2 separate regions of the Mus musculus genome follow, and region 1 is linked to region 2. The links are chromatin contacts, called in public Hi-C maps. All regions are on one chromosome and are shown on one strand. Each heading gives the region's core, a stretch centred on a gene start, on an enhancer-like site or on the middle of the called end of the contact. The rest is flanking DNA. Distances are from core to core; before and after follow the strand shown. Region 1 has its middle 35 kb from the start of Gm30904. Region 2 has its middle 320 kb from the start of Gm30904.

Region 1 (6,279 bases), core at 2,228-4,727, 350 kb after region 2:
CTTAGTAGTTCTGAATCAGATGAAAAGGCTATTAGGGCCTGGAAGGCGCTCTTTCGAGCAGGTGAAGCCACTGGACAACTAACAAAGATTGTCCAGAAACCCCAGGAGTCCTTCTCAGATTTTGTGGCCAGAATGACAGAGGCAGCAGAGCGTATTTTCGCAGATTCAGAGCAAGCCGCACCTCTGGTAGAACAACTCATTTATGAGCAAGCCACGCAGGAATGCCGAGCGGCCATAGCCCCAAGAAAGAACAAAGGTTTACAAGACTGGCTCAGGGTTTGTCGGGAGCTTGGGAGACCTCTCACCAATGCAGGCTTAGCGGCCGCCATCCTCCAATCTCAAAAATGCTCCATGGGCAGAAATGAATCAACGCATAGATCTTGTCCAGGAACAACTAGATGTATTATGGCAAATAGCTCAGCTGGGATGTGAACAAAAGTTTCTGGGATTGTGCGTTACTTCCATTCAGTATGAGAAATTTACTAGGGCAGCTAATTTGTTAAAAAGTCTTTCTCAGTATATGTTACAGAATTGGACGGCTGAATTTGAACAGACCCTTCGGGAATTGCCATCATTCAGGTCAACTCCACTTGCTTGGACCTGTCCCTGACCAAAGGATTACCCAATTGGATCTCCTCATCATTTTCCTTCTTTAAAGAATGGGTGGGGGTGGGATTATTTGTAGATACACTTTGCTGTGGATTAGTGTTGCTTCTTTGGTTGGTCTGTAAGCTTAAGGCCCAAACTAGGAGAGACAAGGTGGTTATTGCCCAGGCACTTGCAGCTCTAGAACATGGTGCTTCCCCTGATATATCTATGCTTAAGCAATAGGTCACTGGCCACTCCGCTCTTGCACCCCACGAGGCTAGTCTCATTGCACGGGATAGAGTGAGTGTGCTTCAGCAACCCGAGAGAGTTGCACGGCTAAGCACTGCAGTAGAAGGGCCCTGCGGCATATATGAGCCTATTCTAGGGAGACATGTCAATTTTCAAGAAGGTTGAGTGTCCAAGCGTCCTTCTCCCCAGGAAAAACGACACGGGACCAGACCAGGACCCCTCTGGGTGATGAGCCTGGAAGGGGGTTATGTGTACAGCTCCTTTACCTGCACACTGGGGATTTGACCTCTATCTCCACTCTCAATAATATGGGTGGCCTATTGCTCTTATTAAAAGGAAAGGGGGAGATGTGGGGAGCCGCACTCACATTTACCATTACAAGATAGCGCTGACAGCTGTGTTCTAAGTAGTAAATAATCTGCACATGTGCAGGGGCAGTTTTCCCGCCATGTGCTCTGCCTTTCTCGTGATGACAACTGGGCCGATGGGCTGCAGCCAATCAGGGAGTGACACGTCCTACGTGGAGGATAATTCTCCTTAAAAGGCACAGGGTTCTGGCACTCCCTCTCTTCGCCTCTTCGCCTCTTCGCCTCTTCGTCTCTTCGCCTCTTCGTCTCTTTCTCTCCCTCTCTGCCCCTCTCTCTGCCTCTCTCTCTGCCTCTCTCTCTCTCTTTCTCTCTGCCTCTCTCTGCCACGCTCTTCCTCTCTTGCTCCTGAGTAAGCAATAAAGCTTTGCTGCAGAAGATTCTGGCTTGTTGCGTCTTTCCTGGCCGGTTGCGAACGCGCGTAAGATATCCTCATTTAATAAGACTATCTCATGTCTCATATGTCTCATATATTCTTATTTAATATTCTCTTCAATAATTACACCCACATACATACACACGCACACACGTATATATACAAGACTACATAACAGCCTTCAGAGAGCTTTAATGAGAAATCATCAAAATGTCACATCATAAATGGAGCATAAAGCTGCCCTTTCTCTACTAATATGGAAAGATGATTAGCAAAACAATGCGGCCCACATCACAGAGCTTTTGCACTCGGAAGCTAACTGTCAATGACGACACATCTGGCATGCCTAAAGTAAACAAACAAACAAGCAAAGAACGAGAATACAGTTTAACAAAACACCCATGGAAGGAGTTACAGACACACAGTTTGGAGCTGAGACGAAAGGATGGACCATTTAGAGACTTCCATATCCCGGGATCCATCCCATAATCAGCCTCCAAATGCTGACACCATTGCATACACTAGCAAGATTTTGCTGAAAGGACCCAGATATAGTTGTCTCTTGTGAGACTAAGCCGGGGCCTAGCAAACACAGAAGTGGATGCTCACAGTCAGCTATTGGCTGGATCACAGGGCCCCCAATGGAGGAGCTAGAGAAAGTACCCAAGGAGCTAAAGGGGTCTGCAACCCTATAGGTGGAACAACAATATGAACTAGCCAGTACCCCCCCAGAGCTTGTGTCTCTAGCTGCATATGTATCAAAAGATGGCCTAGTTGGCCATCAGTGGAAAGAGGCCCATTGGTCATGCAAACTTTATCTGCCTCAGTACAGGGGAACGCCAGGGCCAAGAAGTGGGAGTGAGTGGGTAGGGGACTTTTGGGATAGCATTGGAAATGTAAATGAAATAAATACCTAATAAAAAATAAACAAAATAAAAAAATGATGCTTCCAAAGTTCCTCAACTATCAAGACACTAGGGCATACGCAGTTGAAGTTTATGTCTTCTGGAAGCTTTGTGTGCACTTCTCAGATGCTCCTCTGAATTGCAACAGAAAATACAAGACTATTAATAATGATGTCTTAGCTGTTGTCCACAATCATAGAATTTATGTTTACCTCGGGGCACTGGCGAGGACTTTCATGAGAATACTAGTTTACAAGCTATTTTAAGTTTTGTCACATAATGTGTCAATCCATGTGGCAGCTCACATTTTAATACTAATTGATGGGGTACATTCTTAAGAAGTGTTATTATTCATGTTGGCTAATTCTCAACTAACCAGGTGGCACACATTCAGATTATACGTTCAATTACTTCAGAAAGCTGTTTGTCTTCAGTTTCTGTCACCAGCCAAATGTTTCTTTGTCTTATATGTGTAATGAATTTTTATGATGATTATAGAACCATAAATCACCATGATTTTGACCTACTGCAACATGTTTTTTCTCTGCCAACTATCACTTAATTCATAAATTTATGATTTCCAAATACCATGAAATGATTTTAAAAGTCGGTGCTTTGAAGATAATTTATATAGTTGCTACAGGTATATGTAATTCAAATTTAAAGATTATGTTCTTTCCAATAAATCCCATCAGTATGAAAGTGGGTACAATGTCAGGCAAAAACAATGCAGAATTATTTCCATCTTCTTAAAGATATTTTTGTTTGGAATAATAAAAGACATTTTTTCCCATGAAAAAATTTCTCAGCAAAAAGGTGAGAGATAATTTTTATTATAATTTCCTTCCAAAAATACCAACCTCGCTGACATTTTACTTCACATTTCAGCTATAAATTTAGGTTTTAGAAGTGAGGCTTTAAAAGTACTCTGTTTCAGTGAAAATTTCACTGTAATGCTAAATGGGTTGCCATGCCTTGAGCAACAGCTCCCTCTATGGTCCATCATCACCCAGGTAATGACTGTGCATCTTCTGCAACACCATAGGCCCTTCCTTCTATGACCAATACTCTCCTAGATACAATGCTAAGATGATACTGAACATTAGCAGGCTAGGTTTTTCTTTCCTTTTTCCCCTTCAAAATGCATCTTATTGCTTATAATTCTGTTATTCTGTTTATTGTTAGATGTGATTTACTCAATTACAATTTTAGTTATATTTCATACATACAACTTGATCCTTATGCAATAAAGAATCAGAGTTATGGGGAACAATCACAGATTGGATAAATTTCTGTTTATCTGGTCATAGATTTTCAATTGTACTGATGTTTCAGTACAATTATGTGTATGTAAATGTATTCACATTTCTTTAGAAATGTCATGTTATAGATTTCATTTTAAATATTGTCTACAGTGAAAAAATAAAATCATATTTAACTGTAAGTCCTAGAAAAAAGCCCTACATTTATATACAAGAAAACCCTTTATATACAAGTAGTACATCTAAGACTCAAGAACCCATCTGTTACCAGGAAATGTTAAACTGGGGAAACATTTTGAAATAAAGTACAAAAAGGGCAACTGGTTTTTAAAGGGAAAGGAAATGTATATAAGAAGAAGGGGCTGAGGCTTCTTTTATTCTGGCCTCTTCTAACATAACAAAGCAACTCTGAAAGGTTTATAGTGTTGTATGGGAAACTTCAGGGAAAGTAGTGGCTCAAACTGAAGTATCAGCTGGCTTTGTTGGAGAGATTAGAACCATAGAAAGAGAACCAACCTGTTCCTTATCTGATACCTGCATCATCACCCTACTTTGGAATCTTCCATTCAATAGTGGTAGAAGTTACATAGACATCATGTTAGGCAGAACTACATTCCAACTATATTATGTTACTATTCTGCATTGGATGACAAGTCAACAAGTTTCCTAGTAACAGATGGGTTGTTGAGTCTTAGATGTACTACTTGTATATAAAAGGTTTTCTTGTATATAAATGTAGGGCTTTTTTTCTAGGACTTAGAGTTAAGTATGATTTTATTTTTTTCACTGTAGACAATATTTAAAATGAAATCTATAACATGACATTTCTAAAGAAATGTGAATACACTTACATACACAGAGAGAGAGAGACAGAGAGACAGAGACAGAGACAGAGAGAGAGCACTAGAGAGGGTAAGGGAGAGATAGAAAAGACATTGTATGAGAGACAATTTGGAATAAAATTTTATTCTAAAACAAATATTTGTAACCACACTGAAAATGAATTAATTTACTCAATTTCTTATTCAAATTATTCCCACAGTCACCTAACTGAATTAAATATTTTCTATCTACTTTAGCATCAAAATCTGTGGAGTTGAAGTTACAGGTGGGTCTGGATACCATATATGAGTGCTGAGAACTGAACTAGGGTCCTTTGCAAGAACAGTATGTTCCGATAATCACTGTGTCATCTCTCTCTCCCTCTCCTCTTATAGCTGAGACATAAACTTGAAATGTAACCAAGAAATGCATGGCTCCCAAGATTTCACTCCTTCCTTTTTGTCAGTATTCATTTTCATTTTCTATGTGTATGAGTATTTTGCTTGTATGTATACATGTGCACTGCGTTTGTGTGTGTGTGTGGGGGGGGGGGGTAAAGAACAGAGTCTTTAAAGAACAGAGTCTAGTAAAGAACATCAAATCTTTTGGATCTGAGCTTAGAAATTATTGTTAGCTCATCACTTTGTACTAAGAACCAACATGGGTCCTCTACAAGTGCAGCTAGTTTTTTTAACCTCTAAGCCATTTCTACAGCCCCAAAGATGGCTTCTTTCTTTTTTAACCTTCTTGCAATATTGTCTACTTTTTCTTGTGACATTGTCGCCTTTTGTTTGAATCGGCTCCAAAACATGTATTTAGACAATATATCACATATGTTATAGGTAAACACACTTATATAAACAATAATAATTTTATAATTTTTCTGTATAAATTCTTCTAGAGTAAAAAACATTTGTCAAGTTGCTCAAAGAACGTGCTTAAAAACAAAAGTGACTTTCACAATGGAAAGCTACACAGCCATGCCCAAGAACAGAAAATATAAATATATTTCATAATGACCATCAGAAAATGCAAAGAACACATATACACATATGAAACATGCAGAGAGAGGAACGAGAAATCTTTGGAATTTTGTAAATACATTATTGGAGAATTAGACTTGGGTGCCTTTCCAATTAAAGAGTTAGAGGGATGCTAATGAAAAGAATATAACAATAAACAAAATAACAAATCAGATGGCATTCTCAGAGTCTAAGTTATGCCTGCTTATATGAAAGATTATAACGCCAAGACAAAGTCAGTTTAGAAAAAATTCTCATGTGTATGCATATGAAAAATATGCCTCTCAATGATCTGAAATTATATAATTAAAGAAGGTAATTTAATACACACCAATTTACATGGTTTTTTTGGAAACAGAAACAATGTCATCCCCCTCTTAAGAATAAATACAGAATCATAGCATTGCAGAGAAATTCAGGAAAAGAATAAATTTCGAGGCATGATCACCAACATTCAAAGCATAACTTCCCTACAACACAAACCAAGGTATGTGCTAGATTTTGTATTTCTTTACTACACTCACCCTGCCTTCATTTTGTGAATGCCTAATGTTCTACCAATGCTGTTTTCACTTCCTTATAAATTCCCAGGATTTGTTCAAGAAACTCTCCTGCCAATAAGAGACATGTATCCACTCTTTATGATTGTATCGGTAGTGTTCCAAGGCCTCCAGGCTTATAAAAACTCAA
Region 2 (6,637 bases), core at 1,774-4,273:
TCGTACAAAGTTCAGCTTGATTAGAATATTCTTAACGTGTCTGTGGATGGGCTGTTGTGGTGTCAAGGTGGTAGCTAGTGAAGCTAAGTTCTCTGTCTGGATTAAGACAGCAACTACAGAAAACAAGAGGAGAAATGCATAGATGTGATATTCGCAAGTGTAGTTCGTCAGATCCATTTCTACTTGGGAGGAAATAAAGACAGAACTAGCACCTTTGCATAGTTCCTATTAAATGTTTGGGCATTGTAATAGTTTGTATATGCTTAGGCCAGGGAGTGGCACTGTTAGGAGGTGTGGCCTTGTTGGAGGAGGTGTGGCCTTGTTGGAGGAGGTGTGGCCGTCACTGTGGATGTGAGCTTTAATACCCTATTCCTACCTGTCTTGAAGCCAGTATTCTAGTAGCTTTAAGATGAAGATGTAGAAGTATCCACACCTTGGTCTTCCCTCTTCTTGATTTTCTTGTGTTTTGCAAATTGTATCTTGGGTGTTCTAAGTTTCTGGGCTAATATCCACTTATCAGTGAGTACGTATCAAGTGACTTCTTTTGTGATTGTGTTACCTCACACAGGATGATATCCTCCAGATACATCCATTTGCCCAAGAATTTCATAAATTCATTGTTTTTAACAGCTGAGTAGTACTCCATTGTGTAAATGTACCACATTTTCTGTATCCATTCCTCTGTTGAGGGACATCTGGGTTCTATCCAGCTTCTGGCTATTATAAATAAGGCTGCTATGAATATAGTGGAGCATGTGTCCTTAGTAACTGTTGGAACATCTTCTGGGTATTGCTGGATCTTCCGGTAAGAAGGAAGACCAATGTGTGGATACTTCATTCCTCCTTAGAATAAGGAACAAAATACCCATGGAAGGAGTTACAGAGACAAAGTTTGGAGCTATGACAAAAGGATGGACCATCCAGAGACTACCCCACCCACGAGTCCATCCCATAATCATCCACTAAATGCAGACACTATTACATATGCCATCAAGATTTTGCTGAAAGGACACTGATATAGCTGTCTCTTGTGAGGCTATGCCAGTGTCTGGCAAACACAGAAGTGGATGCTCACAGTCAGCAATTGGGTGGAACACAGGGCCCCCAATGGAGGAGCTAGAGAAAGTACCCAAGGAGCTGAAGGGGTCTGCAACCCTATAGGTGGAACAACAATATGAACTAACCGGTACCCCCAGAGCTTTTGTCTTTAGCTACATATGTAGCAGAAGATGGCCTAGTCGGCCATCATTGGGAAGAGAGGCCCCTTGGCCTTGCAAACTTTATATGCCCCAGTACAGGGGAACTCCAGGGCCAAGAAGTGGGAGTGGGTAGGGGAGCAGGGCGGGAGGAGGGTATAAGGAACTTTCAGGATAGCATTTGAAATGTAAATAAAGAAAATATCTAATAAAAAAAATGTAGATGTAGAACTCTCACCTTCTCCTGTCCCATACCTGCCTGGATGCTGCCATGTTCCTGCCTTGATGATAATAGACTGAATCTCTGAACCTGTAAGCCGGCCCAATTAAATGTTGTCGTTTTAAGAGTTGCCTTGGTCATAGTGTCTGTTCAGTAAAACCCTAAGTAATTCAGACATAAATTGCTGAAAGAAGAATGGTAAGAAGTCTAGGAGGCTTCAGAGATCATGGCCAGAGGCGAAAGCATTTTGTCCAGTTCTAAATGGTGTCAGTACACATCAGTAGAATAAATGTGCTTAAATAACAGACTGAATGAAGTACCTATAGTGGGCTCAATATAAAAAAAGGACCACCCCCTAAAAATGGGGAAGCAGAATCTTGTTTGCCAAGCTTGGATAATGTCACTAAAGGAAGACAGGTGTGCATGAGTTAGAAGTGAGACTCAAGGAAGAGAATAGATTTGTGGGCCAAGGACAGCATTAGAGTTTTAGGTTTCTTTCCATTCCCACCATTCCCTTTAATCATATTAACACATGTCTCATATGACACATGGTGACAGTGAAGTTATAAGAGACTGAGTCTGTGTTAGCTCAGGTACTATTACCAACCTGAGCAGCATAATCAGGATTTGGAGCCATTGTTGCTGGATTTCAAAATTCTTAACATTTTAGGAAAATGGTTAAATAAATTATGCATATTTTCTACTTAGAGAATTAGTAAAAATTCCCTATGACCTTAGGATAGGGTATATTATCAGCATTAAATATGAACATTTTGAATTATAAAAATGTATTACAATATGATGTAAATTATGCAAATTATTATCATTATGGACACCTTTTCAGTGTGATTACCATTGTGGAAAAGTAAGATTTTTCCTAACTTTCAGGTTGGTTTCAGATTGCAATGACAAGTTCAAGCTGCATTGATTGGTAAATAGAAATACTGAGGTTAGTAACATATGTTGTCAAAAAATGATGACATTTTTATTTTCACCAGAAATTTTGTGCGAAATCTGTGGTATTAATGTGCTACGTAATAGCCTGTTAGTGTTTTCATGTTTAAAGTACCTGATATCAATGTCTTCTGAGCATTCATTTGGTGGTGAACTTTGAAATAAAAATAAAATCTGAAAATAGGATCGAACACATAAAACAGAACAATGCTACTATAGCAATGGCCTCAGTATAACAGTACAGTCTGCCAAACTTATGAGACACTCTGAAATACAGAGACAACTTTGGGGAAATTGGCATTATTTGAATGAGTAAAGCTTCTGTTTACAAAAATCTTCCTATGCCGAGGCAAAGATAATGAAAATTATATAGGGCCAAAGCTCATGAATTATAGCATCATAGAACTGTGGTCGTCAAAGTTCCAGGTGCTCCCACACTCTTAAATACTGAGGCAGGTTGTAAACTTGGTCATGAGGATTATGGAGACGACACGGTGGATAGAGGTTTCGCCATGCAGGAAGACTGAGCTTCGGAACTCTAGAACCCACTTAACAGCTATGTAGTTGTGGTGGCTACCTATAATTTCACTGAAGAAGCAAAGACAGAAGATGTCTGGTTACCTAGGCAACCGGGTTCCGGATGAGATTGTGCCTGAGTATAAAGTGGAGCACGATCCAAGAAGATGCCTAGTATTAACGTCAGCCTCCACAGGTATGTGCACACGTGAGCAAATATGAGTACACACACACACACACACACATGCACATACACACATGCACACACACACATGCATATACAGAACACATGAAAAACTACATGAATGAAAAGGTCTTGTGTTAACTGTTTTTACATGACCATAGTTTTTCCAGTCCCTGTTGTCTTATAATAAAATCCCCAGACAGGAGGAAGGATGTTATAAATATTGTGGATACTTCTAACTAAGCAGTGAAAAGAAGGCAGCACTGTTAGAGGTAGAATGCTGAATACTGGCCACGCCTCCGAGACTTCATCTGCATACAGAACCCCCATCATCAGTGTTCTGAACAATCATGGATGCGCTAAGAAATTCCCACGACCTAGCCCTGTTTTCCAGAGCCCTTTGCAGTATCCTAACTTTAGCATTGGAAGCAGCTTTTCTTCTGTCTCTTCTTGCTATTGGAGGGATAGACAGGCGTGTTGGTATAGATGTCATCCCTTGCATTCTGGGGAAATAGAACAGCTAATTAATAATCCAAATTAGCATAATCCCCGGTTTCTGCTCCTAACAGTCAGCAGGGATAGGTTTTGAATTTAGAGAAGAATTCAAAGAATTTTGACACTGTACAGCAGTGACCCTACAGTCATTAATCAAGATGCTCAGGTTTTACTGACATGGGTACATGACAAAGTTATACATGGCTTACCACTGGCTGCCTAGCAATTGCAATTTTATCTGAAACTGAAAAAAATGCCTTTAATTAACCATGTTGTAGCACTGTCTGCATCTTAGCACTTGGAGTGTGTGCTGACAAGGAACTGGGCAGCTTACCAGTATAGAAAAAGTCCATAATGTAACAGATAAAAGGGTTAGGAAATAACATAATAAACTTCTGAGCCAACAAGCAGGAGGACTGAGTTATGTGAGAACTCACATGTGTAATGCAGTGCATTTGAAATCTAGTACTGGGGAGGCAGAGACACATAGATCCCTGGTACTTGGTATTCAACTCATCTAACCTACTCAGAAAGTTCCAGGCCACTGAGACCATGTTTCAAAAAAGATAATCTCAAGAATACAGAATACACCCAAATCAATCTTTGAGCCTTCATATGTGTGTACCCATCCTATGTGAACATACACATACATGCTCATAGGTACACACAGACACAAAAAGTGACAAAAAAAGACCATTGCTGTGCACTTTATATCTACTGTGAACAGACACCATGACTACCTGTGTGCTGCCATGCTTTCTGCCGTGGTGATAATGGAATGACTCTCTGACACTGTTAAGCCAGCCACAATTAAATGTTTGCCTTTGTAAGAGCTGCCTGGGTCATGGTGTCTGTTCACAGTAATGAAATCCTAACTAAGACACCACCATATCAGACTTTCTATGTGTGTTACTGGGGCCTAAATCTAGAGCTTTCAGTATATGTTGAATGAGCTTCCTCCTCAGTCCTTGGTGTTTGAGGAAACAGGGTCTTATTCTGTAGCCCAGACAAGCACCCAACTTGTCATCTTCCTGTCTTCCTCCTGAGTGTAGGATTATAGCTATGTACCTCTATGCTTGCAACAACTTCTACATCTGATTATATATATAATTTTAAAATATGTTATATATATTTATATTATATATTTAAAATTTAAAATATATAGAAAATTCAGATGTGTGTATGTGTGTTTATGTGTATGAATCTATGTGAATTTATGCTTTATGTATGCAGTTTGCAGAGGCCAGAAGAGGACATTGGATGCCTGAATTTGTGTTTGTAAGCCACTAACATAGTTGCTAGAAAGTGAACATGGAACCTCTCGAAGGGCAAGAAGTCCTCTTAGCAATTTAACCATATCTCCAGACCCTATTTCCTCCTTTTAACTGTCTTAAGCCTATAGTCACCATTGTGAGGTGCGCAAATTCCATAAATCATTCCTCGTGATGATATTTGGCATTTCATTTTACAAAGAATCAACTGAAAATGCCTGTTTCCCATTAGAACAAGTTCAGAAATAAACACAATGGAAGTTAATTTTATTGGGAGTTTGCTTGATATTTTTCATAAATAAATATCTCTGGGAGCTTGTTCTATTATACAGGTGCTGAAGTCACAGAGAAGCTAAAATATTTACACCCGAAATAATGTAATCAATTTCAAACATTATATATCCAAAATTCCATTATTCCAGACATTATTACGTAGAATGGTTGATTGCAATGTCAAATGCTGCATTTTTTACAAAAAATTATGAAGTATGAGTTTTTTGTTCCATTGTTTTCCATTTTCTCCCCAATATCTTCATCATTTTGAAAGGATCACGCTTTGAACAAGCAGCAGATGTTAATACAGAAATATAGAACATCTCAATTTTCTCACTGCTAACTCAGCTTTACTGAGCCAATTTCCCAGTTCTCACATTTCTGAGTCCTCGGAGAAAATGCTAATTTAGATTGTTAAAATTGACACGGGTGAGGGTATAAAGGGTAATTAGCATAAAATCCTACACAAAGTGTTCTTAGCACCATTAATCAACACCCACCTAGGCGTATATTTTTTTTTTCAGTCAGAGCTGATGTTTAATGGAGCTGAAAAATATCTAAAATATCCTCTTCTACATAAGTAATTTAAAAAATGCTGAATTTGTCCTCAAATCAAATTTGAGGGATTTTTTTTTTTTTTTAAGAAATGAAAAATCTACAGTGTACCTCAATGACAACTTTCTTTTTTACACTTAAGACTTTAGACATGGAAAAGTATTCTCTTTAGGAAAAACACCTCAGATCCTTATACTCTGACATCTCTTGCAAGGCTTCCTGCATTTGCGTGGAACTTAAAAGAAAACTCGATGTGTTTGTCTTTTTGTCCCAATTGCTTGCCACACTCATTTGTCCCTGTCCCTAGCCCAGCTCACTGAGGGGTTTGTTCTTTAACTGTTCAAACTTAAGACCCAAATAAGCTCCCCAGGGCTGTGAGTACTCCTCCTCCAGATAGATGGGTCATCACTGCTTCACAGCTTGACGCTTGTTGTTTCACTTGAAGCCTCTCTGTCTTTCCTCAGGAAAGAACATGACCCAATCGTGAGGTAGCCTTCATTTCAAGGGAAGGGGAACTCAAGTCATTCATAGGATGTTTTTGTTTTTTGTTTTCTGATTTCTGTTTTTGGTTTTTTTAATGTTTTTTTGCTACTTCTTTCTTCATTTGCAAAAGAGACAAAAATAATAACAAACAGGTATAACAACAACAAAATGTCTATATCAAAGGGACACAAGTGATCTATACATTTCTAGGAGCCAGTCCACAAATGTCCCTAGGGACACTGGTGACACTCATCTTTCAAAATTCTATCTTGGCGATCCAATAGAGAGGACAAAGCTTCAGACACGCTATGTTACCCCTGGAGGCCATTTATTCTCAGTAAGAAAATGTTCTTTGTGTACAAAATAAGCAAGAGATAGGAAATAGACTGTAAGTCAACAAGTCTCTAGAGAGATACTGAATTTTTTAAAATTCCAGAACCACAAATTAAGAGAGAGCACTAATAAGGGCCAGTATAATAAGAACACAAAA

Evidence for each region. Hi-C and Micro-C count contacts between places; a contact is called where the count stands out from the background.
Region 1: a contact with region 2 is called in a Hi-C map of cortical neurons, with 3 times the contacts expected there. The contact joins two enhancer-like sites. A contact is called at or near these places in 6 of 484 Hi-C or Micro-C datasets (brain, cerebral cortex, cortical neurons and 1 more).

Annotation. Positions count from the first base shown.
Region 1 is chr2:8,376,969-8,383,247 of GRCm38.p6, forward strand. No RefSeq gene overlaps it. Among named protein-coding and RNA genes, the nearest start is that of Gm30904, 35 kb to the left of the region's middle. Within about 2 kb of position 3,478, at least 8 of the 459 cell types and tissues checked have an H3K27ac peak or open chromatin away from gene starts, as enhancers often do. A contact at or near this core is called in cortical neurons, where this site is marked.
Region 2 is chr2:8,023,873-8,030,509 of GRCm38.p6, forward strand. No RefSeq gene overlaps it. Among named protein-coding and RNA genes, the nearest start is that of Gm30904, 320 kb to the right of the region's middle. Within about 2 kb of position 3,024, at least 6 of the 459 cell types and tissues checked have an H3K27ac peak or open chromatin away from gene starts, as enhancers often do. A contact at or near this core is called in cortical neurons, where this site is marked.